2 separate regions of the Sus scrofa genome follow, and region 2 is linked to region 1. A link is a contact called in public Hi-C data. All regions are on one chromosome and are shown on one strand. Each heading gives the region's core, a stretch centred on a gene start, on an enhancer-like site or on the middle of the called end of the contact. The rest is flanking DNA. Distances are from core to core; before and after follow the strand shown. Region 1 overlaps HRH1 (histamine H1 receptor). Region 2 overlaps VGLL4 (transcription cofactor vestigial-like protein 4).

Evidence for each region. Hi-C and Micro-C count contacts between places; a contact is called where the count stands out from the background.
Region 2: a Hi-C map of alveolar macrophages shows a contact between it and region 1, with 4 times the contacts expected there. The contact joins two enhancer-like sites. A contact is called at or near these places in 9 of 47 Hi-C or Micro-C datasets (alveolar macrophages, brain, embryonic fibroblasts and 6 more).

Annotation. Positions count from the first base shown.
Region 1 is chr13:67,238,704-67,241,992 of Sscrofa11.1, forward strand. All of the region lies in intron 1 of HRH1 (histamine H1 receptor), which reads left to right. Among named protein-coding and RNA genes, the nearest start is that of HRH1, 31 kb to the left of the region's middle. Within about 2 kb of position 1,873, at least 8 of the 83 cell types and tissues checked have an H3K27ac peak or open chromatin away from gene starts, as enhancers often do. A contact at or near this core is called in alveolar macrophages, where this site is marked.
Region 2 is chr13:67,796,172-67,799,332 of Sscrofa11.1, forward strand. The region is part of intron 2 of VGLL4 (transcription cofactor vestigial-like protein 4); the gene reads right to left. Among named protein-coding and RNA genes, the nearest start is that of VGLL4, 75 kb to the right of the region's middle. Within about 2 kb of position 1,855, at least 3 of the 83 cell types and tissues checked have an H3K27ac peak or open chromatin away from gene starts, as enhancers often do. A contact at or near this core is called in alveolar macrophages, where this site is marked.

The DNA of each region.
Region 1 (3,289 bases), core at 623-3,122:
TGGGTGCCAACGTCCACTGCATCAGGACATGGAGGAGTCGGGCCAGCAGTTGGGCTGAGCTTTCTCAGTGTGTGCTCTGGTTCCTCACACACCAGAAATGTGTGGGTAATAGCAAGAAAGACAGGAAAGGTGCAGACCCAGAAGTTAGTCTTAGAAGTGGAAATGCAAGATTCTTCTATTCATCAGATATGTAGTATTAGAGTTGGATTCAGTCCTCATTGACACCTCGTCACAAACAGTTTTTTCTCCACTTGGGCATATGTTTGATAATGCAGCGCATGCCCAGATGTGCAACATATATCACTCCAAGTACACTGTATATTTTTCTTCCTTTGTGAGAAGAAGAACACAAAATAGAGTTGATCAGAACTCCTGTGTCCATAGGAGGAGCAAAATATCTCCATAAAGTCATGTTTTATTCAGCCTAACTTTTTTTGTTGTTTTGTTTTGTTTTTTTTACAGCTGTGCCTGCAGCACATGGAAGTTCCTGGGCTAGAGGTTGAATTGGAACTACAGCTGCTGGCCACACCACAGTCCAGCCATGCCAGATCCAAGCCACATCTTCGACCTATGCCACAGACTTGCAGCAGTGCCAGAACCTTAACCCACTGAGTGAGGCCAGGGATCAAACTCGAATCCTCACAGATACTATGTTGGGTGCTTAACCTGCTGAGCCACAATGAGAACTCCCCTAACTCAATAAAAGCAAACTGCAATTACCTTGCCAGACAAAAAGACTGGTTTATCTTTCTTTTCTCTGTATAGCAACTATTCTAAAAATCCTGCATATATGAAGAGGCTGTCAAGGAGTATACAGCACCCCCCCCAAAAAAAAGAAGAGTAGAAAATGCATTTCTGGGAGTTCCCATTGTGGCTCAGTGGGTTAAGAATCTAACATAGTGTCTGTGAGGATGCAGGTTCAATCCCTGGCCTTGCTCAGTGTGTTAAGGATACAGTGTTGCCACAAGCCGTGGCCTAGGTTGTATATGTGGCTTGGATCTGGTATGGCTGTGGCTGTGGCATAGGCCTCAGCTGCAGCTCCGATTTGACCCCTAGCCTTGGGAACTTCCATGTGCCACAGATGCAATCTGAAAAAAAAAAAATGCATTTCCAATGGTATCAGGGAGTTAATGAAATATGTGTGAATTGTCTAGCTCTTGTGATATTTCTGGTATTCTTCAGTTTTTAAAAAATGTGCTCTTTAAAAACTGAAATACATGTGTACCTAAATTCGTCTTAATGATTTTGAAATCTTTGTCTTAAAGGGGCTCCCCCAAATTGTATAAACTTAAACCCTAAATAAAATATGGATCCATCCCTGATGCACACCAGTGCCCAGGGCATACACATGTGTGCACAGACCTGGGTATCCATAGGCCTGCATGCTCACCAGGCAGGCGCTCTCCAAGGGCAGAGGTGGGAGAAGGAAGTGCAGCTCGGCTCTTAGGAGGCAAATGACCCCTAAGTCACAAATGTGATCCCGCCTTTCCAAAGCCCCACAGTGGCTCAGTGACACTTGCCAGCACCAGCTTATCTCTGATGACAGCACATTTGCTTTTGCGTCCAGTGCATCTGGCTTTCCCTCTCCCTTCTTCCAGGCCTCTGGAAATCTCTGGCAGCCTTGTCTCCTCCTGCAAGATCTCATCAACTAATCCACAATTGCGGTATGGGGTGAGGATCAAAGACCCTCCCCAGGGGGGTATTTGAAAGCAATGCTCTTCCCAAAGGAACAGCTCCAGGTGGTGGAGTTTCATCCTGGCAAAAGATGCCAAGTGGAGATATTTAAGGAACTTCCACCCTCCCGCGTCACACTGCATGGGCGGGTGTCTCCTGTTCTCTCCCAGTTTTCTGGTTGCGTGTACTCTCACTTCCTCCTCTCTTCTCTGCTTCTCTTTCTGACTGCACATCTGCTGGGGCTCCATGCCAGAGGCTGGCAAACTTCTATAGAGGGCAGATTGTGGGCCTAAAATTTGTGGGCCACATATAGTCCCTGCTGTAAATACTTAATGCTGCCGTTGGGTGAAAGCAGGCATAAAAAAATACTCAAATGAATGAGCATGGCTGTGTTCCAATAAAAATTTATTTACAAGGACAATCTGTGGGCCAAAGCTAGTCCCTGCTCTAGACTCTAAGCTCCTTTAAAGCAGGGCCTGATTATTTTAAGCACTGAATGTCTAGGGCCTCCTAGAATGGCCCGCATGGAATGAGATCTAGGTACATACTACTTGGCTCTGACTCTACCCTTTCACTTCCTATTCCTCTGTCTCCCTCTATCCATGAAACCTCACCAAGCCTCAGCTTTTCAGAATACCGGAGGAGTCCAGCAAGGATAAACACCTTTCACTCTGGCAATCAGCTAATTGGCACAGCTCTGCCAGGTACTCAGGCAGTGAAGGAAGTTTCATGCTTAATTCAGCTTCTTTCCCAAGGCTTAACCCAACCTGGGAGATGTATTAAGACACAGGGACCAAGGAAACCTCAGGAAGGGATGGGGCTGGCATCTCTAAGACAGGCAACAGCTTGCAGCCACATGTCTGCTCCCCTCATCCACAGCCCTGAACCCCTTTCTCCTTTCCTGTCATTTGTTCATACCCTAGTTAGGTATTTCCTGAGTGCCAGCACCATGCTAAACACAGGGATGCAGCAAGGGAGACAGAAAATTAACACTGGCACTGTCATTGGCACTTAGAATATAACCCCCCAAATTGTTCACGAACAAATGGTCAGTTGAACCAAAGGGTGCTGGAGATAAGGCTTGGTTCTGCCAGCAGCAAACAGGCACTTTGCCTAAGGATGAGCATCCTGGGATGGAGGCCTCTGGCTGAGCAACTTTGGCCTCCTGGACAGGACCACCGTTGCCAAAACAAAAGATGTTAACCAAGAATTCAATTAAAAAATGGGCAGAGGATCTGACCAGACATTTTTCCAAAGAAGACATACAGATGGCCAGCAGGTACATGAAAAGGTGCTCAACATCACTAGCCAGCAGGGAAACACAAATCTAAACCACAATGAGCTATCACCCCACACCTGTTCCAATATCTATCACCCAAGAGACAAGACCTGCAAGGGTTGGTGAGGATGTGGAGAAGAGGGAACATCTTGTGCACAGTTTGTGGGAATATGACTTGGTGCAGCCACTATGGAAAACAGTATGGAGGTCCCCCCAAAATAAAAAATTAAAACTACCAACCAATCCAGCAATTCCACGTTTGGGTATTTATCTGAAGGAAACAAAAATGCTAGTTAGAAAAGACATATGCACTCCCATGCTCATGGCAGCATTACT
Region 2 (3,161 bases), core at 605-3,104, 560 kb after region 1:
AGCATCAGAAGGCTGCAAAAGAAATTTAACAGTAGTTACTTCAGAAAAACTAGGAACTTGAGATGGGAGAGGATTTTCTTCACTGACTGAATCTTTTTTAAAAACATTTTATAATAAAGACTGGTAAATAAAGGTGGAGTTTTTTTATATAATGATTTTTTTTTTCATTATAGCTGGCTTACAGTGTTCTGTCAATTTTCTACTGCACAGCATGGTGACCCAGTTACACATACATGTGTAGATTCTTTTTTCTCACATTATTCACGCTCCATCATAAGTGACTAGACATAGTTCCCAGTGCTACACAGCAGCATCTCATTGCTTATCCATTTTAAAGGCAAGAGTTTGCATCTATTAACTCCAAGTTCCCAACCCATGTTTTTTTGCTTTTTTTAGAAATACAGAAGGAAGCGTTATCGGGGTCACTGAGCGTAGTTAGGAGATTTTAAAGAGAGAACAACTAAAGGCTGAGCAGGCAAAATAGCAGAGGAAAAGGTATTCAGGATCAAAATGATATGAAGCATGACTTTACTGAAGCAAAAGATTTCAGGGAGAGAAAGTAATAGAAAACATAACTGAAAAGACAGTTAAATATTAAATAAAGGTTGAGGACCAGGAATAAATCAGACAGAAATCAAACTTGACTCTATAGTAACACACTGTAGTAAAGAGTCCCATAGGTTCACTTTGGGGAAAGAGAGGGAGTAATATGATAAAAACAATGTTTGAAGATCAGTCCAAGATGCAAAATAAGTTGTGAGAGAAAGAAGCAAAAGAAAAAGGAAGCGAAAGTCACAACCAATTCATCCAACTCCACTTTCAGTTTTCAAAATTAAATTAGCAGTACCTGATAAAAGGAATTGTGTTGTTGCACATGATAAAGAACTTGGACAGCTCGATTACTACACATTATTTCTTTACATACTATTTCTGAGAGCAGCAATATGATGTATTTAACTTCTCAATGCTGAACCCAATGTAGAATACATTTGCCATTTCTTCTTCCACTTCAAGTATAAATTCCAACCAGTTTCAAAAAGCATTACCTCTTCTTTCCAAAGATCAGCATTCTCATCTATTAAATAAAGGAGATGGACCAAAAGTGCCCTTTTCAAGTCTAAGACTCTGTGTCTAGTTTAACCTCAGAACTGGTGGGAATGGTAGCTGAGAGTATCTGGGAACAGAGAGAGCTGGGGACCTGGGATTGAGTAACTGAGGCTGTGTTTAACGGGTTACTAATGACACCTGAGCACAAAGCAACTGAATCACACTGGATAAAACTTCCTGAACATTATTTCAGAGGTCCTCCACTTAGGAACCTGTACTCCCCAGTTATTTATCTTGAATGGGGGATCCCTAACAGCTACAGTAACTATAAGATACATAGATACATGAGTAACTTGCTATATAAAAAGTAAAAACTCACCCAGAATACCATCATTTTTTTCCCCTTCTTTTCTTTTTCTTTTCTTTTCTTTTTTTTTTTTTTTTCTTCTTCTTTTTTAACAGCTGTACCTGCAGCATATGGAAGTTTCCAGGCTAGGGGTCGAACTGGAACTGTAGCTGTGACCTGTGCCACAGTCTTGGCAACGCTGGATCCAAGTTGCATCTGTGACCTTCACCACTGCTTACAGCAACACTGGATCTTTTACCCACTGGGTGAGGCCAGAAATCGAACCTGCATCCTCACAGAGACAACATCAGGTCCTTAAAACCTGCTGAGCCACAACAGGGAACTCCACTATCATCTTAATGCATAAATGGTTTCTGTTTTTTATTGAGTTAGTTCCCCTCTATTTCTTTACAATAAGAAAATGTGACTCATACATGCAAATGGTGTATTACTCAGCCTTTAAAAAGAAAGAAATCCTCCCATATGCAACGGCATGGGTGAGCCTGGAGGACATTACGATAAATGAAGTAAGCCAGTCACAGGATAAATACTGCATGATTATCTTAGATAGGAATCTAAACAGTCAGATTCATGGAAACAGCAGGATGATGGTCATGAGGGGCTGGGTGCAACGGGAGTTGCTGTTCAACAGGATGAAGTTTGAGCTAGCAAGATAAATATGTTCTAGAGCTCTGCTGTATAGTACTGTACCTACATTTAATAATACTGTAGTGTGCACTTAAAATCTGTTAAGAGGGTAGATGATTTCACATTAATTGTTCTCACCAAAATTTTTAAAACACCAATAACATATATTGAAGAACATCATTCACTATCATATGTTTTGTTTCTATACACATTGCTGTGATAAAATCATCTAATCAATACAGCATTTGGATCAATTACAGAAATCATCTTTAATATTCAGCTTCTCAGTATTTTTTACCATCAACTTTTTAGACATTGTGAACTTTCATTGTTACCTAATTAATGCAATGATAGATTTCTGACACTGAGATATTCTCTTCTGTAAATCTTTATCTGCACATAAAGATATGTATTTTTCAAATTTTTTTAGGCGTTCCCATCATGGCGCAGCAGAAACGAATCTGACTAGGAACCATGAGGTTTCAGGTTCCATCCCTGGCCTTGCTCAGTGGGTTAAGGATCCAGCATTGCCTTGAGTTATGGTGTAGGTCGCAGACACGGCTTGGATCTGGCGTTGCTGTGGCTCTGGCGTAGGCTGGCAGCAACAGCTCCAATTAGACCCCTAGCCTGGGAACCTCCATATGCCACGGGAGTGGCCCTAAAAAGGACAAAAGACAAAAAAAAAAAAATTTAAAAGACGTTTTTGGAGGAGTTCCCATCAATGGCGCAGCAGAAACGAATCTGACTAGAAACTATGAAGTGGCAGGTTTGATCCCTGGCCTCGCTCAGGAGGTTAAGGATCCAGCGCTGCCATAAGCTGTGGTGTATGTCGCAGACACAGCTCGGATCTGGTGCTGCTGTGGCCAGCAGCTGTAGCTCCAATTAGACCCCTAGCCTGGGAATCTCCATATGCCTTGGGTGTGGCCCTAAAAAGGCAACAACAACAAAAAAAAAAAAAAAAAAAAAAAGAGAGAGAGAGAGAGAGAGAGAAGAATGTTTACAGCCCTGGGATGCAACCCAGGCTCAGTAAGTAACTGTGTCATCGCAGAATGCAGCGGCAGAGCCAACAGAAGTTTCAATAGAAAAGCATTTAAATTTTTTAAACTAAATAACAGGGAGT